Regions from separate parts of the Mus musculus genome. Here region 1 is linked to region 2. Evidence: chromatin contacts called from public promoter capture Hi-C data. All regions are on one chromosome and are shown on one strand. Each heading gives the region's core, a stretch centred on a gene start, on an enhancer-like site or on the middle of the called end of the contact. The rest is flanking DNA. Distances are from core to core; before and after follow the strand shown.

Region 1 (3,596 bases), core at 177-2,676, 310 kb after region 2:
CTGTGTGTGGCTGCCACATGCTGCCACAGGCACACAAACTTGTCTGTACTCTTGAGATGCACACCAGGCTGGAAGGGATGAGACTTGCTCATATTTACTGCTCTTGTAAGTCTCGAGGCTTTGTTTTGCAGAGACTGACAAATGGAAGCCGATGGTCCTGGCAGACGTGGAGAAGCCTGGAAGGTCACATGTGGGGTTGAACAGTTGGAGGAGAAGCAAGGGAGGGCAACAGCAAGTGTGTTAGGCCAGGTGTGCGACGAAGTGGTGGGACTGAATAAAGGTTGTTGGAGCTTAGGGAAGGATGCCTCAGCAACACTCTCCTTATTTACACTGTTTCCCTAGGGGTGGCTGGCATTATGCATGAGAACAGCCCATAGCTCTGTCATATGCTTGGGACATACATCAGTCTTCCTCATCCTTGGGTACTGACTTTTTAAAATTATGTGATATAAAAGATGCTCTTGATATTTATGTTCAAGTCTTTTAGCATTCTCATAACCCTGACAATCTGCTACTCTGTGTGTGTGCAGGCACAGCGCTGTACCAGACAGACGTAGTTCTCAACTTATGACAGAGCCACAGGGGGCAGTCAGGTACCCTGGAGGGAGATGATTGTATGTTGAAGATTAAAGCTATTAATTTCTAGGGTGTGACAATGGTATTAAGTTCAGGCTCTTGAAAAAAAAAACTTTGCTTTTCAGTAGTGTTTATAGACAGAATCACATTGATGACTGGAGTGTGCTTCACAGTACACAAAGGGAGCAGGAAGACACAAAGGAAATGGGGCTAGGCTGATGGCTGTTGAAACTGCGTGGTGAAGATTTGAGGTTAGTTATACTAGTTATTCCTATTTTGTGTTAAATGATATTTTCTCGAATGAAAACGTTCAATGATAGCTTTGTCCTGTATCTTTGATTTTGGTGCACCTATGTGTATTTGTGAGACAATTGAGAAACCATATAAGATGTTCAGTAAGAAGCACTATGCAAACAGTCCAAGGGGGAGAGTGGGCGTGTGCCTTGCTGAGAAGGTAACTCAGCATGCACAGAAGGAGGAGCAGGCAGCTCAGTGGCTTGTGGCCCAAAGGAAGGTGAGAAACACTGGCCCTGCCGCAGGGCCCTTGTCCTTCTGAAGTCTTGAGTGGGAGTCATACAATCTGAAGTATGACTTGGGAGCAGGGGCATCAGCAGAATGGAGTCCAGCAGACAGCTGGGAAGAAGAGATGGTAGCTGGACCAGAGCTGGAGGTGGTTGTATGTTTGTATATTTGAAGTTGCCAATCCTGTTCTAAGGAGTCCAAAGAGGAAGAACCCACAGCTCCTCCCTGGGAGGGACTTGGAAATTGTCCAAGAATGTGACTCGGGCCTCCACCTACCTATGGGGGCAGTGCCTGTGGACTGTGGTCACCCTTTTTCCACAAAGTTCCCTGTCTCTGAGGTCATGAGGAAGGTGTAGGGCTTATTTTTCCTGGGCCCTCTCTCTGCCCTGTCCAGGGTGACAAGTTTACTTCCCAAGACACCAGAGTTTCTTTGTTCTACTGACCCTGGCATCTTGGAGTGAAATGGTGGCTCATGTCCATGTCAACTGCTGCCTCTTTCCTCCCTGGGCAGAAAAATTCCACTGCATTCTAGAACACCCCCAGAGCTACCTTTAGCTTTTTATACAGTCTCTGGAATAATTTTTTTAGTGAAAAATGTTTTACATTGGAATGTAGCTGCCAGACACCTGCCCAAGCCCCTGGCTGTTAGAGAGAGGCCTTTGCCCACATGCTGTCTGTCTTCTCCGTCTTTCATGCCACACCCAGTTCCAGAAGTCTCAGGTCCTCAGGGAATGAGAGTCCAGTTCAGCCTGGTAATTCCAGAGACTGGCTGGGATCTGCTGAAAGAATTAGTTGCAACACAGCATGATGAGTGGGTGTGTCACATGTTTTTACCACATGCTTAGTGCTGTAAAGCTGTGTTGCTAAGGCAACAGTGTGCCTTGTCAGCAGGAAGCACTTGGGGCAGTACACACACTGCAGCTTCACCCTTGCCCTTAGACTCACATCTGCATCAAGTGGAGCCTAAGTAGGTTCCTACAGGATAGACTTGGGTAGAATGACCTGAAGGCTCTGCTCAGTCTTTCCCCAGAGGATAAAGGGCTGCCATTAGGAGACCCCACATATGCTTGTCATCTGCCCAGAGGCCTAGTGGAGGGTGTCCTATATGCCATGCTTGCCTCCCAGGTCAGGCAGTTGGAAATCACCTTGGTATTTCTGGGTCTCTCATACACTCGTTCACCCTACGTACTCACTCATCCTTCCCTATGCTCTCCAAAACACTGGGGACTAAGCAGCTCTAGTCAACATGACCATTGCATGGCTGTGGATAAATCAGACTGGGCAGCTGGGATCATCTTTCCAAGACAATTCTTCAGATTAGAAGCTGACTATGAAGGCATGTCTGCTCTAGCCCTTGATGGTTCCATAAACTTGCTCTTGAGTCTGACCTACGTCTGTGGACTAGCTGATGGCCATGAGATGTCATTGCTCTGGTCTAGGCAATCACTGAGGACAGGAATATATCACTTCAGGGAGTTCAGAGGTTGGAGAAACGTCTGGTAAATGCCTGTTCCAGATAGCTTGGGTTTAGTGGGTGTCTTAGTGTTTTCATTGCTATGAAGAGACACCATGACTAAGGCAACTCTTATAAAGGACAACATTTAACTAGGGCTGGCTTACAGCTTCAGAGGATCAGTCCAGTATCTTTATGATAGGAAGCATGGCAGCATCCAGGCAGACATGGTGTTAGAGGAGCTGAGAGTTCTGTATCCTGTTCTAAAGGGAAACAGGAGAAGGCTGACTCCTTAGGCAGCTAGGAGGAGGGTCTCAAAGCCCATGCCCACAGTGACATACTTCTTCCAACAAGGCCACGTCTCCTAATAGTGCCACTCCCTGGGCCAAGCATCTTCAAAGTATCACAGTGGGCTATATAGGAAGACACAGTTTATCTTAGCTTGTATCCAGGAGAAAAGTTTGTTAAAAGCATTTTTATAAAAAAGTGAGCACTGGTATCATGAGAGGTTGCCAGATCTTTCAAAGTCATGTTTTCAAACTGCTTACTATTTAGTTTATTCTTGTGGAAGCCTATGTCTATGGAAAGAACACACTTGATTTTGTCTTTCAAATATTTAAATTAGAAGACTCTTGTTATTCCCTCATGGAATTCTTAAACTCTTTTTTGAATGATAAACAGGAACAATTTGTAATCTTAATGTGTTCATAAGATTTCACTGCTGATGTAAATGATATGACCCTTTGAATATTAGATATGTCATGAATAACCATTTTCCATTTACATATGTAGTCCTGAGTGGACTTTTTTTCTTTAAAAACATAATTTGAGTCCAAATAGTTTTTGGCTGCTTCTGCTCAGAGACATCACCAGGTCTATGGGAAGATTGGGAGTCATCTATCTGGGACAAGTTTCAGTCAGGATTCAAGGATATAAGTTCTTTGGTCTAGGTTTCACAGACAAGTTCAGTATCCCATCTAAAGACTGATTTAAACATACTTTAAATTCTTCCAAAGGAGGAAAACACGTAAGAAATGATGCAAGC
Region 2 (3,405 bases), core at 186-2,685:
GTCACAAGGACCCTGGGGATGGCCAGCACTGACAGGCTTTGCCCCTCTGAGGTATGACAGAGCTCCTAAGATAGGCTCCTCAATGAGGGCTATGCCTACCGAAAACCCATGCAAATGTTATCTCTTCATGTGCTTTGGGCGTCATCTTAGTGTGAGGCTGGTCGATAAAGGAACAGCTGTAGAACTGTCAGCTGGCAGGCCATGAGAAAAACATTGAGCAGCACAGTGCAGCCAGGTCTTCTTGACACATGCTGGGAAGAGTCTTATCCCGCTAGGGCCTGAGACTAGAATTCATAGGATGGAGCCCAAAACCAGACTTGGTTTCATATGTTATGAGCTATGTCTCAGCACTGGGACCCAGGCAAGTTAACTCCTCTATACTTTAGTTTTGTCATAGAGAAGGCAGGAGCTAATTATAGCATCCTCTCAGGATATTTGTGAATGTAGCTGACATTCACTTGTGCCCTGGCACATACTCAAAGCTCAGCAATGGATCTATCCACCCACTAATCTTCCTAGTCCCTTTATAGTCAGCTGGGGACATTGCAGTACAAGAGAGGGACCAGCAGCTCATGGTGGGAGCTGCCATCTGAGGCAACCTCTCCTAAAACACTGAAGGGTTAGCACAGGCTGTCTCTTATATCAGTCTGTGGATGTGTTCTTATATGTATGTGTGTGTGTGCCCATGCATCCATGAGCATATATGTCTGCTGCTTTCCTATCATGGCTGTCTGAAATCCAGAGTTCCACCTACCCTGGGTGGAGTAGGCTGCTGCTATCACACCTCCCACAGTAGCCTCTATCACTCAGCCCTGTGGCATTAAGAGGTGCCACTAGGGCCTAGCCAGGGCACCCCCATGGCTAGGACTCCACCCTTATCTGGACAGTGAGATCTTCTCCATGGGATATCTAAGTCTCTAGGCTATGCCTTGTGTTGCAAGGATAAAGAAGCCCTGACCCAAATCTTTCTGCGCTCTTTCCTGATTCTCCCAGTTATGCAGAGAGCACGGTGCCCAGGGTAGACCCCAGGTGGGTGCAGATGTTCTGGGACTTCACGTGCATTCTGTGAGGACACTCCCTTTCTGTCTCGTGGCTTTACAGAACACCCGCCACCCGGTCTGGGTTCTGTTTCTATAGGGTGTGTTGTTGGAGGAGAAATTCTGAAATGAGCTTAGTAATGAGGGTATCGAGAGCTTTTGCATCCCTCCTTCTCCCACAGCAGCCCCGGGTGGAAATCGCCTTGGAGAGAGAAATTCCTCGCTCTCTTCCCCCTCCCACCCTAGCTCTGGTGCCCAAGAGCATGCAGGGATAGCATGCACCGGAGGTAGCTAGGAGCCAGCAAGCCTGTGTCAGACAATGTTGTGACAGCGCTACGCCCCGCCCCCTGATCCGCCCTCCGCGCGTGTTCCCTTCTGGTCCCCGACTCCCCCTCCTCTGCGTCACCTGACCGCATTCTGCACCTCAACTCTCCATGGAGCAGCTGCTGCGCGCCCAGCTTCACACCACAACACTGCGGGCCTTTGGGAGCTCCGGAGGGGGCTGCATCAGCGAGGGCTATGCCTACTACACTGACAGTGGCCCCGTGTTTGTCAAGGTCAATCGCAGGACACAGGTGCGCTGCCCGGTATACAAGGATAAAGTCTAGGAAGGGGAAAGAGGAATGCAGGATTCTGAGAAGTGGTGGAGGAACTAGACCTGGCGTACCCAACGCTCTGCTGAGGGGTCAACCAGCACTTGCATGCAGGCAGCTTCTTGGGACCAGAGGGTTTCTCTTTGCTGCATGATTATTTTCTTGCTTTTGCTCCCACACAGGGGCTTTAAATTTTCTGTAATCACTGACCATGGGGGAGGTGAGTCTTAGCGGTAAGCTGCTTCTGCCCATGTCTGGTCTCTGCTCTGACCTCAGCTCCTGCATTTTCCCAGCAGGTGAAGAGAGACAGGATTCCCAGGGCTAGGTTAGCACCATCGTTCTCAAAGGCTCTGTTGGTTTCTAGGACGTTTAAGATATCCCCGTTTAAGAATGTATGGAGCCAGGCATACATCTAAACCCTATCACTCTGGTACTTAGGAGGCTGAGACAGGAGGATGGTGAGTTCCATGTCAGCCTGGGCTACATGAGGAGAAGCTGGCTCAAAAACAAAAACAAACTAACAACAACAAAAGAATGCATGGAAAACTGTAAGACAACTGAGGACTGTTAGCTAGAGTCCCTGAGAGCAAGCTGTGCTGGCACAGCATGGTGCTCCCCTTCTGTGGGGGGAGGACTCCAGAGGTTCTGGACTCTGTGGGGAGTAGTTCTGGATAGTGGTTATAGTATCTAGGATGCTCCTGGTATCATTAGAGACGGTGAAGGTAGCACCTCCCTGCTTTCTGTGCAGCGTTGGCCTGGTTTGGAGGTTTACCCTGGAAGCATGGCTGAAGTTTGCAAATGCCCTTCCACAACAGGCTGCTCAGCACATGCCTCTTTGTCCCAAGTGCAGGTTGGCGATTTGAGTGTACCTGTCTGACTTTTCCCCTTGAAAGGGGATTAAGGGGGAAGAATGGTTTACATGTGTGATAATAAATGTTTTGGCTTCAAGTTTCACTTTTAATCAACGATATCCAATTTATTTTGTGTGTATGTATGTATGTGTGTGTGTGTGTGAAAGCTCTGGTTTGCATATTCATGACGTGCGTAGAAGTCAGTGGATAACTTTTGGGGAGTTGGTTCTGTCCTTCGGCCTTATTTTGTGGCAAGGTTTTTCTTGTTTCTGCTGCCACACGGCCTGTTCTAGGCTAGCTGGCCTGAAAGACTCCAGCTGACTGTTTGTCTCCCATCATGTGGTAGGAGGGCTGGGATTACAGATGCACACCACCACATCTGGAACACACTACCACATCTGGATTTTTGGAGATCAAAGCTGGGTGATCAGGCTTGAATGCTTTTACCCACAGTCATCTACTTTTTAATTTTTACAAATGTATGATTCTATATGTAGAAGTGTTCACAAACCCCATGAATAAATGCATGGGGGGGGGGGCTGAGGATGTCATTCATTGTAGAGCATTTGCCTAGTGTGGACAGTCTCCTGGGTTGAGCCTCCCAGCACCACAAATAAATAAGTAAATAAAATGCATGTTTTTAACCAAGGTATAGTGAACAATATGAAAGTTTGCTAAAAATAAGTGGGGGTATTTCTAAGTCACTTAGAAACAAGCCTCTGCATCCCAGAAAAGGCCTGTGGACAAGCTGGGTATACTAGCTTCTCTAGTCCTTGCTAGAATGGAGCCAGGCTCTTCTAACCTCACCACTCTGCCTTCTCTGACTCAAATGTGATCCCAGGTAATTTCTACCATGCCCAAGGCTGCCTGCCCCCACTTAGAGGCATGAAGGAAAACAATACCTTGGAGGACTCAGTCCCAGCC

Evidence for each region. Promoter capture Hi-C pulls out the DNA fragments that hold promoters and counts their contacts.
Region 1: a contact with region 2 is called in a promoter capture Hi-C map of macrophages, with 5 read pairs. The contact joins the enhancer-like site here to the promoter of Fn3k in region 2. A contact is called at or near these places in 3 of 39 promoter capture datasets (the HPC-7 cell line, HPC-7-derived erythroid cells, cranial neural crest and 1 more) and 1 of 15 datasets of contacts at CTCF or cohesin (the NIH/3T3 cell line).

What each region holds. Positions count from the first base shown.
Region 1 is chr11:121,739,720-121,743,315 of GRCm38.p6, forward strand. No RefSeq gene overlaps it. Among named protein-coding and RNA genes, the nearest start is that of Gm12589, 36 kb to the right of the region's middle. Within about 2 kb of position 1,427, at least 145 of the 459 cell types and tissues checked have an H3K27ac peak or open chromatin away from gene starts, as enhancers often do. A contact at or near this core is called in the NIH/3T3 cell line and macrophages, where this site is marked.
Region 2 is chr11:121,433,518-121,436,922 of GRCm38.p6, forward strand. It overlaps Fn3k (fructosamine 3 kinase), which reads left to right and starts at 1,436. Exons shown (of 6, transcript NM_022014.4): 1 at 1,436-1,612. The coding sequence starts at 1,472.